Linked DNA regions of Mus musculus: all the other regions are linked to region 1. Evidence: chromatin contacts called from public ChIA-PET and promoter capture Hi-C data. All regions are on one chromosome and are shown on one strand. The core of a region is the stretch at or near the end of the contact, and the rest is flanking DNA. Distances in the headings are between cores, read along the strand shown. Region 1 holds the start of Ddx50 (DExD box helicase 50). Region 2 holds the start of Sirt1 (sirtuin 1). Region 3 holds the start of Dnajc12 (DnaJ heat shock protein family (Hsp40) member C12).

Region 1 (2,700 bases), core at 175-2,674:
GATCACGGTGGTCGTGACAGCACAATTCTATTATAATGACATCAAGTCACACGCTTAAAATGGTATAAAAAAAATAAACCTTGAGCCATGGTCGAATTTAAACCCCAGCACTGAAAAATGGAACTCTCAAATGTAAATTCCAAATTTAGTACGTTCTACAAAAACAGAAAAACGAGAGTTGGGAATAGAGCTCAACGCTGGGCATTTGTCGGGCATAGTGGTGGCCTCACTTCAATGCCCACTGGGAAGGTGACATAAAAGGGTGGCTAGAATTTAAAATTTACCTTCGTGGTAGGTCCTAGGGGGTGTTTCCTCATCTCTAGCACTCTACAGAGTAAATATTTTATCAAGTGTCATCTTTCCCACAGTCATTTTCATCCTCATTCAGCTTTCTTTCTCCAGGTCAAATGTCTCCAGTAAAAATTTTACCTCTGCATTTTTTCTTAACACCATAAGATCCTCTATTTTTCGGGTTCTTTCTTTCTTTCTTTCTTTCTTTCTTTCTTTCTTTCTTTCTTAATGTCTTGGACGGAGGTGGGGATAGAACCTCTACAGGCTCCTGGTGGGCAGGGACTATTCTGCATACTTAATTAGTTTTATCTCCTCGGTCCTCAGCTAAGAGTCTGGCACGATTAGCCTCAATAAAAACCACAGTGGATTGAAAATACTGACAGTAAGGGCTATTCGTAATACAACCCCCACGAACTCCATCACAGCCAACCCCTGGCAAGCCTGGCTTTGACACTGTTCCTTAAGCCTCTATTACCCAATCATGGAGGATTGTAACCCCCTAGGATAGCTTTTCCCGAGACTGCTGCAGACACGACACCGCGACCGGGAGGCAACACATAGGCAAAGCCATCATCATCTCTGTCTCAACTCTTCGAAGGCCCCGGAAAACCAAATGAAGGGACTCGCCGCCTAAGAAAGGGAACACGAGCAGATTCCACGGCGATGGGAGCTCAAGTCTGCCCATCTCTCGGGAGAGATCCGGGCGCAGAGGCCGACGTGGGGCTGAAGTACCACGGAAGCCGGGCCGTTCTCCTCCAGGTCCGGGAGTGCGGCGATGGGGAATGGTCCCTGGGACCTCGGAGGGCTGAGCTCGGCGAAGGGGAAGCTGTCCCTCGGAAACTCGCCCCCGGTCCTGACAGGTCTTTCCCCTTCCTAGACAGCTCCCCTCCCCGCCCAGGCCAGCGCAGCCCGAGGGAGGCGCGGCCCAGCCGCAGCACACCTTTTGCCGCTCCTTCCTCTGGCTCTCGGACTCTTCCAAGGGTGCCTCGAGCTCCATTATGTCTCCCCAGAGGAGTTTCCCGGGCATTACTGGCCGTCGCAACCTCCCGCCCGGCTGCGGTGGCCGCGACCACCTACGGCCACCGAGAGCGTGAAAGGAAGCGGGGGCTGGGCGGCCCCGCCGGCCAGGACCGTGCGTCACTTCCGGGCCACGCACCTCGCGGCGGGAGCAAAGCAAGCCGGAACTCTACAGGAGGAAACTCTCCCAGAGAGTCGCAGCCTCCCTCGGCCAATGAAAACCTGAGTGGCCCCGATGGGCCCGCCCACGGTCTGAAGTGACAGGCTTCTCCAGAGCACGGGCCAATCTCCAGGAAGGACGCTCGCCTCCCCTGGCGCGGCACGCAGAATTCCAAGTGTTCCCCTCCCCCCGCTCGGAACGCCTCCCTTCCCAGCATGCCCTGCAACGCTCGCGCAGCCCCCTCGCAGGCGGCGGGGAGCGAGGGGCTGACGCGCGACGCAGCGGCTCGTGGGCAAGCACGAGCTGAGGCCGGCGGGAGCGCCACGCGCCGTACAGCCATTCGCCGCCGGAAACTGCAGCCCTCCGCCCCGCCCCCGCCCCGCCCCGCCCCCCGCAGTGGGTGGAGCGTTAGCCTGTAACGGTACCTGGGCATTGACGTCGAGGCTTCCCGGGGTCAGCAGAATCTGCAGGGGTCTGAAGCCGAGGGGCCGCCTCAAGGATATTAGCTCCTTATGCAGGCGTTAAGTTATGGCTTCACTTTTAGTTCTCACGTATCCCAGAAGAAACCAAACCCACCCGAGAAGCGAATTTATTTGTCCAAACTCAGTAGCGCTTGTAAGACTTGAAAAGTGATCGGAATCCGCGATGGGCACAGCGCTCTCACAGCTGTAATTTCCCAGAGTTGCAAGGCGAATGCTCGCTCCTATGAAACAGAATAGGGAAAAATCTAAAGGATAAGAAAAGCAAGTCCAATGTGTCTGACAGATGACCTGCTTGTAATACGTACATTTAATCTTAAGGTTCAGGATTAACTGCCTCTGAGGTACAAATTTATATGAAAGATATCAGTGTCAGCGAATTGACTTCTTGGTCTTTATGTATATTCACAAAGATTGGGCTCGATCCCCTGTACCTCACAGACCAGGCAAGCCTACTACCAATTGAACAACAATCCCAGTCCTCAAACCTTGTTTATCATGTTCTCTTTATTCAGTCAATCAGCTATTACATTCCTGAGGGAAGATGACACCAAACCTAGATGTAGGTACAGGGCATTCTTGCAAACTACATAATGTCTAGTGTAGCAGTCTTGTAATCTGAGCCTCAAACACAGGCCTTAAAAAAATTACAGCTACACGTCCTGAGTTCTATGATTAGACTTAAATAACCGGGACCACAATATTTTAAATTTGTGATAGCTTCCAGAATTCTATGAAAATAAGGACTGGCTT
Region 2 (2,700 bases), core at 107-2,606, 690 kb after region 1:
GACATCAAGGGTCATTTCCTATTTCAGTCCCTAACACGTTTTGTTGTTTTTTAATTCATGGCACCATTATACGAGCCACAAACATCTACAAGGGCACTGACAGACTCTGATAAATTCTGTACAAAGCTTTTCAGGAAGACGATAAGTGGCATTATTACAAAAACAAAACAAAAAAGTAACCCAAACGTTTGGCGTCAATAGGGCAAAACCAAGCAGGTTTGTTTCAGGTTTGTTAATCTAAAAATGTTGCGAGCATGATTTTGAAAGGAAAAGAAAACTTACGAAAGTACAGTACAACTATAACTCCTCTATATCGAAGTGATAAATGCAATCGCAGAAAAGCAACATTTTTAGGAATAGCCATTTCCTTACATTTTTTAGACTGTGTCTCAAGAAATAGCTTTGGTGTATTAAAATTTCTAACTTCAAAAAAAGACATAGGTCTATCCAAAAAAGAAAAAAAAAAAAAAAAGCAACACAGGTGTCAGTTTGCAAAACGAAATCGCATGTCGATCCACGGGACAGCCCCAAAGTCGCAAAGCAAAGTGTGCAGTGAGGAAAACTATAACTTCACTAAAGGCGCATCGGGAGGGAAACCAAACCGAGGGAGGGAAAACTTCACTCTAACGCCAAACTGCGAGAACCGCGGTCCCGGCGACTGCGCGCAGCAGCGCAAGGCGGCCCAGGCGAGCGGCGAGTCCGCGCGCGGCTCCGCAGCAGGGCCGGCGAGCTCGGCGGCGCGCGGCCGAGCCAGGGCCGAGCTGCGCCGCTGCCGCCGCCGCCGCCGCGGAGCCCGCGGAGCTCTCGGGGCCCTGGGCAACCTGGGACCGGGTCACAGGCGGGGACGCGGAGGGACGCGGCTGCGCGGCAGCGCGCGCGGACTCACCTCGGTAGCCGATCGCTGCCGCCGCCGCTGCCGCCGCCGCCTCGTCCTCCTCCTCGCCCTCGTCGTCGTCGAAGTCGTCAGCCGCCCTCGGCTCCCGCCGCAGGCCGGACCCATTGTCTCCGTCCCCGGCCACGGCCGTCGCCGGGGCCTCCCGCTCCGCGCTCGCCGCCGCCCCTGCCGCCTCCCGCCACAGCGCCGCCGGGGCCGCGGCGCTCGCCGCCTCACACCCCGCGGCCGCCGGCGCCACTGCTGCGCTCGGCTCGCCCGGGCTGCGCCCGAGGCCAGGCCCGTCTCGGCGGGGCCTCTTGCGGAGCGGCTCGTCCGCCGGCTGCGACGCGGCCTCCATGGCGGCCGCCGCGGAAGGGGAGCCGGCGGCCTGAAGGGCGAGCGCCACCTCGTCCGCCATCTTCCAACTGCCTCTCTGGCCCTCCGCCCTCGCCTCCTCTGCTCCGCTCGACGCGCGGCACTGGCGCCCCCGCGGCTCGGCTGCGGGAGATTTAAACCCCGTCACGTGACCCGCCCCTCCCCGCCCCCGCGCCTCTCCCGCCACCCACGCGGGCCGGACCACAACACGCCGGGTCACGTGGCCGGGCGCCGCCCGCGGCCTGGGCCCTTCCCGGCCCCACCCAGGGCGGCTCGGCTCCCCTCAGCGGCCTCTGGCGCCTCCCGCCCGCCCGACCCGTTCGCTCGCTCGCTCGCTCGCTCGCTTGCTCGTCCGGGATCGCCGCGGTGGTTCAAGTTTGCGATGGCGCCGCCACTTCCCACCTGGGCCTCACGCGTGCACCTTGCCTGCCTGCGCCTCTTCGCCTCAAGTCGGCTTTTACCTCAGGGGCTCTGGAGAGCCCAACCTGGCCGACGCCGGCCTTCCTGAGGAGAACTCCTCCACCTGCCTTGCCCTTGCTCTGTGACAGCTCTTCCTCAGGTTACCCCTGTGGTCTCTCCTCAGGAAGTTTGCGCTCTCTCCCAATCTCCCTTCTCAAGTGCAATGGAATGCCCAAGCCAGCCCTCGGGGCCTGTTGCCCTCCTGGAAAGATCTGGCGATTGAGGACCCGCCCTATCTGCTCTCTGGACCCACCAGGTCCTCTGTACCTCGCTTTAGTCTTTGGTAAAATTCATCTCTTGGGGCAGCAAGAGAGAGGACAGAAGGGAGAGTGGTTGGTTCTCCACAAACTTCTGTGTTAAGAGTCAGATTGGGCCTGGGCTCTTGTGACTTGGGCGATTGACTGAACCTTTTCTAAGCCCAGTTTTTAATCATCTCTAAAATGACAGGGCCAGGACCGAAAGAGACTGTAGCTCAGTTGTAAAGTCACGCTTGCCAGACAACCCCGAAGCCCTAGAGAGAGGGAGGAAGGAGGGTAAGTTGAAGGTAATCTCCAACTACTTAGGAAGTTCAAAAAAGGCCTGGAATACATAAGACCTCGTCTCAAAAACGAAATTTAAAACGATAGACCATGAGAAATCAGCTAGTCAGGTTTAAAGTAAATGACATTAGTTTTAAAATCCTAGGCAGTTGATGGTGGCACAGGCCTTTAATCCCAGCAAGCTGGAGGAGACAGGAGGAGGTTCACTAGGACAGCCAAGGCTACACAAAGAAACCCTGTCTCGAAAAAATAATCTTACTTCTAGAATTGTAGAAATGGCTCTGTAGTTAACAGCACTTGTTGCTCCTGCAGAGGCCCTAGGTTTGACTCCCATCATCCACATGACAGCTCATACCTTCAGATCTGACACCTGCTTTTGGTAAACACAGACATGTATGGAGCCAAAAGACCCAAACACATAAAAATCCTCTTTGTTGTTGTTTTATGAGTTAG
Region 3 (2,700 bases), core at 1-2,500, 740 kb after region 1:
AGGTACAATAAATTAGTAACAGTTTTACACTAAATTGTCAAAACTGACTTCCGATTAGCTAATAGGAAAAAAAAAAATCACCATGTCAATACTCAAACTCCACCGAGGCACATAGGACCTCACAGAGACTGTGAGAGCACACACAGGCCTGTCCGTGTTCAAGCCAGATGAGGTCCCAGCACTGAGAGGGGAAGTAGAGATGGCCTCCCATCCCTAACCAACAAGCCATCTTCAGTTGATATCATCAAGGAAAAAGTAGTTCTCTGTAGCGGGGTCTCACTGGGTATATTAGGCACACTTAAGGGTGGGCTCCGTGCCCAGCAGGAAACGGGTAACACAGAACAAACTCAATGGTATTTTTTAAAAAAGATTTATTTATTTATTATATGTAAGTACACTGTAGCTGTATTCAGACACACCAGAAGAGGGCATCAGATCTCATTATGGATGGTTATGAGCCACCATGTGGTTGCTGACAATGGTATTTTTTAAAGCCTTTTTGTTTTATATTGCATAAAAAAAAATTACTGGCCTTCTGCTGGTATGTTATGGTTTCCCAGTTTGTGTTTTTAATTTTTTTTAAAGATTAATTCATTCATTTTATATATGTGAGTACACTGTAGCTGTCTTCAGACACATCAGAAGAGGGAGGGCATCAGATCCCATTACAGATGGTTGTGAGCCACCATGTGGTTGCTGGGAATTGAACTCAGGACCTTTGGAAGAGTAGTCAGTGCTCTTAACCGCTGAGCCATGTCTCCAGCCCGTGTTTTTAATTTTATAGATTTTGTTTGCATGTGTTTCTTCCATTATTTTTCTCTAAATTCTTTTATTTTAGTTTTTAAAATTTGTTTTCTAACGAGAGAAGGGGGAAAAAAAAAGGCGAGATGTTGGGTGAGTGAAGGAGAGGGGAGGATCTGGGAGGAGTTGGGACCGGGGAACCATAATCAGAATATATATTGTATGAAACAAATTTTTTCAATGAAAGCAAAAAGTAAAGAGCAAACCAAACCAAACCAAAACAACATCAACGACAAACAATAGCATCACCAGCAGCAGCAGCAGCAGCAGCAGCAGCAGCAGCAGCAGCAGCAGCAGCAGCAGCAGCAACAACAACAACAACAACAACAACAACAACAACAAAACACAACAGCAACAAAAAACCCAACAGCAACAACAAACCCCAAACTACAGATCCCAGCAGCCCCGCATGGCAGGCTCGATCCTGGGCAAACAGCCAATGAGAAGCTGTGTTTGCAAAGGGCTGGCTTGACGTCTGGGTGCTCGCTGGTTTGGAAAGTCCTGCTGAAATGTAAAGAGCTTTGCTGTCGCCCCGGAGCTCACAGTGTCGGTGGCGTCGGAGAGGACTGACTCATCCGCTGTAAATGGACGCGATACTGAACTACAGGCCGGAGGGCAGCGAGGACTACTACGCCTTGCTGGGATGCGATGAGCTCTCCTCGGTAAGCAGGGTTGCAGGTTCTCACCAGGTCGCCTTTGAGATCAGCCACGTCTCCTGGAACTCCAACCTCGTACCATTTGGAAGGAGTTTCGGCTCGGAGAAAGTGAAGGATTAAAATGCTTGCTGGTTAATTTGAGGAAAGGACTCCGAACTTCAAAGTATTAGCTGGGAGAGGGACCACATACAGTTTTTATTTATTTAGAGCAGCGGTTCTCAACCTGTGGGTTGCTACGGACTTGGGGTCGCATATCAGATATCCTGCACATCAAATATTTTTAATTACAATTCATAAACGCAGCAAAATTACAGTTATGAAGTAGCAACGAAATAATTTTATGGTTGGGGGTTACCGCAACGTGAGGAACTGTACTAAAGAGTCGCAGCATTAGGAAGGTTGAGAGCCACTGCCTAAGTAAAGGCTGCGATTTAGAGCTCAGGAGGCGGGGCCCCCTGTCTGTAGTCTCCTCGTTCAGAGAAAGTCTCATGGATTTTATAGTACCATTATAACCTCAAATGGTATTAAATACCATTATAATTTCAAATCAAATCAAGTTAGATGTCATATCTGGTGGGAGATTTTTCTTTTAAAGAAAGTAATGCTTCCCTTAGACATCATATACTTGAGACAAATGTGTTATTCTTTTTTTTTTCGAGACAGGGTTTGTCTGTATAGCCCTGGCTGTTCTGGAACTCACTTTATAGACCAGGCTGGCCTCGAACTCAGGAATCCGCCTGCCTCTGCCTCCCGAGTGCTGGGATTAAAGGCGTGAGCCACCACGCCCAGCCAAATGTGTTATTCTTTTAAAGACTTATTATTTTTGTTTTATGTGCATGCATGCATGCCTGTATGTATATATGTATGTGCATTTGGGTTCTATTTGGCTGAGTAGGGATACTTACTCTGTCATATAGCCTGCATTACTTTTTTGTTTGTTTTGTTTTGTTTTTGTTTTTGAGACAGAGTTGGCTTGGAACTCACCATCTCAGCATGTAGATCAAGTTGGCCATGGTTCACAGACATAACTTGCCTCTGCCTCATAGGTGATGGGATTAAAGGCATGTGCCACCATGCTTAGCCACAAAGCCAATTTTTTTTTAAACATCGATAGTTATAATTAGTTTAAAGAAATATCCTACTACACATACATTTTTATTTAAAAATTATGTTTTATTCGTTGAACCTTTGTATGTTGGGTTGGACCAGATCTTTGGTTCAAGAGTCACTTAAGACACCAAGA

The links. ChIA-PET counts read pairs in DNA pulled down with a chosen protein or histone mark. Capture Hi-C pulls out chosen DNA fragments and counts their contacts.
Region 2: a contact with region 1 is called in an RNA polymerase II ChIA-PET map of memory CD8 T cells, with 55 read pairs. The contact joins the promoter of Sirt1 here to the promoter of Ddx50 in region 1. A contact is called at or near these places in 1 of 39 promoter capture datasets (hippocampal neurons), 5 of 115 datasets of contacts at active chromatin or transcription factors (astrocytes, bone marrow-derived macrophages, effector CD8 T cells and 2 more) and 2 of 9 other capture datasets (adipose tissue and liver).
Region 3: a promoter capture Hi-C map of liver shows a contact between it and region 1, with 3 times the contacts expected there. The contact joins the promoter of Dnajc12 here to the promoter of Ddx50 in region 1. A contact is called at or near these places in 3 of 39 promoter capture datasets (erythroid cells, hippocampal neurons and pre-B cells), 4 of 484 Hi-C or Micro-C datasets (CD4 T cells, CD8 T cells, muscle stem cells and 1 more), 5 of 115 datasets of contacts at active chromatin or transcription factors (bone marrow-derived macrophages, cardiomyocytes, extraembryonic endoderm stem cells and 2 more) and 2 of 9 other capture datasets (adipose tissue and liver).

The regions. Positions count from the first base shown.
Region 1 is chr10:62,649,794-62,652,493 of GRCm38.p6, forward strand. It overlaps Ddx50 (DExD box helicase 50), which reads right to left and starts at 1,425. Exons shown (of 15, transcript NM_053183.3): 1 at 1,232-1,425. The coding sequence starts at 1,318.
Region 2 is chr10:63,337,679-63,340,378 of GRCm38.p6, forward strand. Sirt1 (sirtuin 1) reads right to left here and starts at 1,357. Exons shown (of 9, transcript NM_019812.3): 1 at 887-1,357. The coding sequence starts at 1,292. RefSeq lists a promoter at 1,293-1,921.
Region 3 is chr10:63,385,313-63,388,012 of GRCm38.p6, forward strand. It overlaps Dnajc12 (DnaJ heat shock protein family (Hsp40) member C12), which reads left to right and starts at 1,251. Exons shown (of 5, transcript NM_013888.3): 1 at 1,251-1,463. The coding sequence starts at 1,386.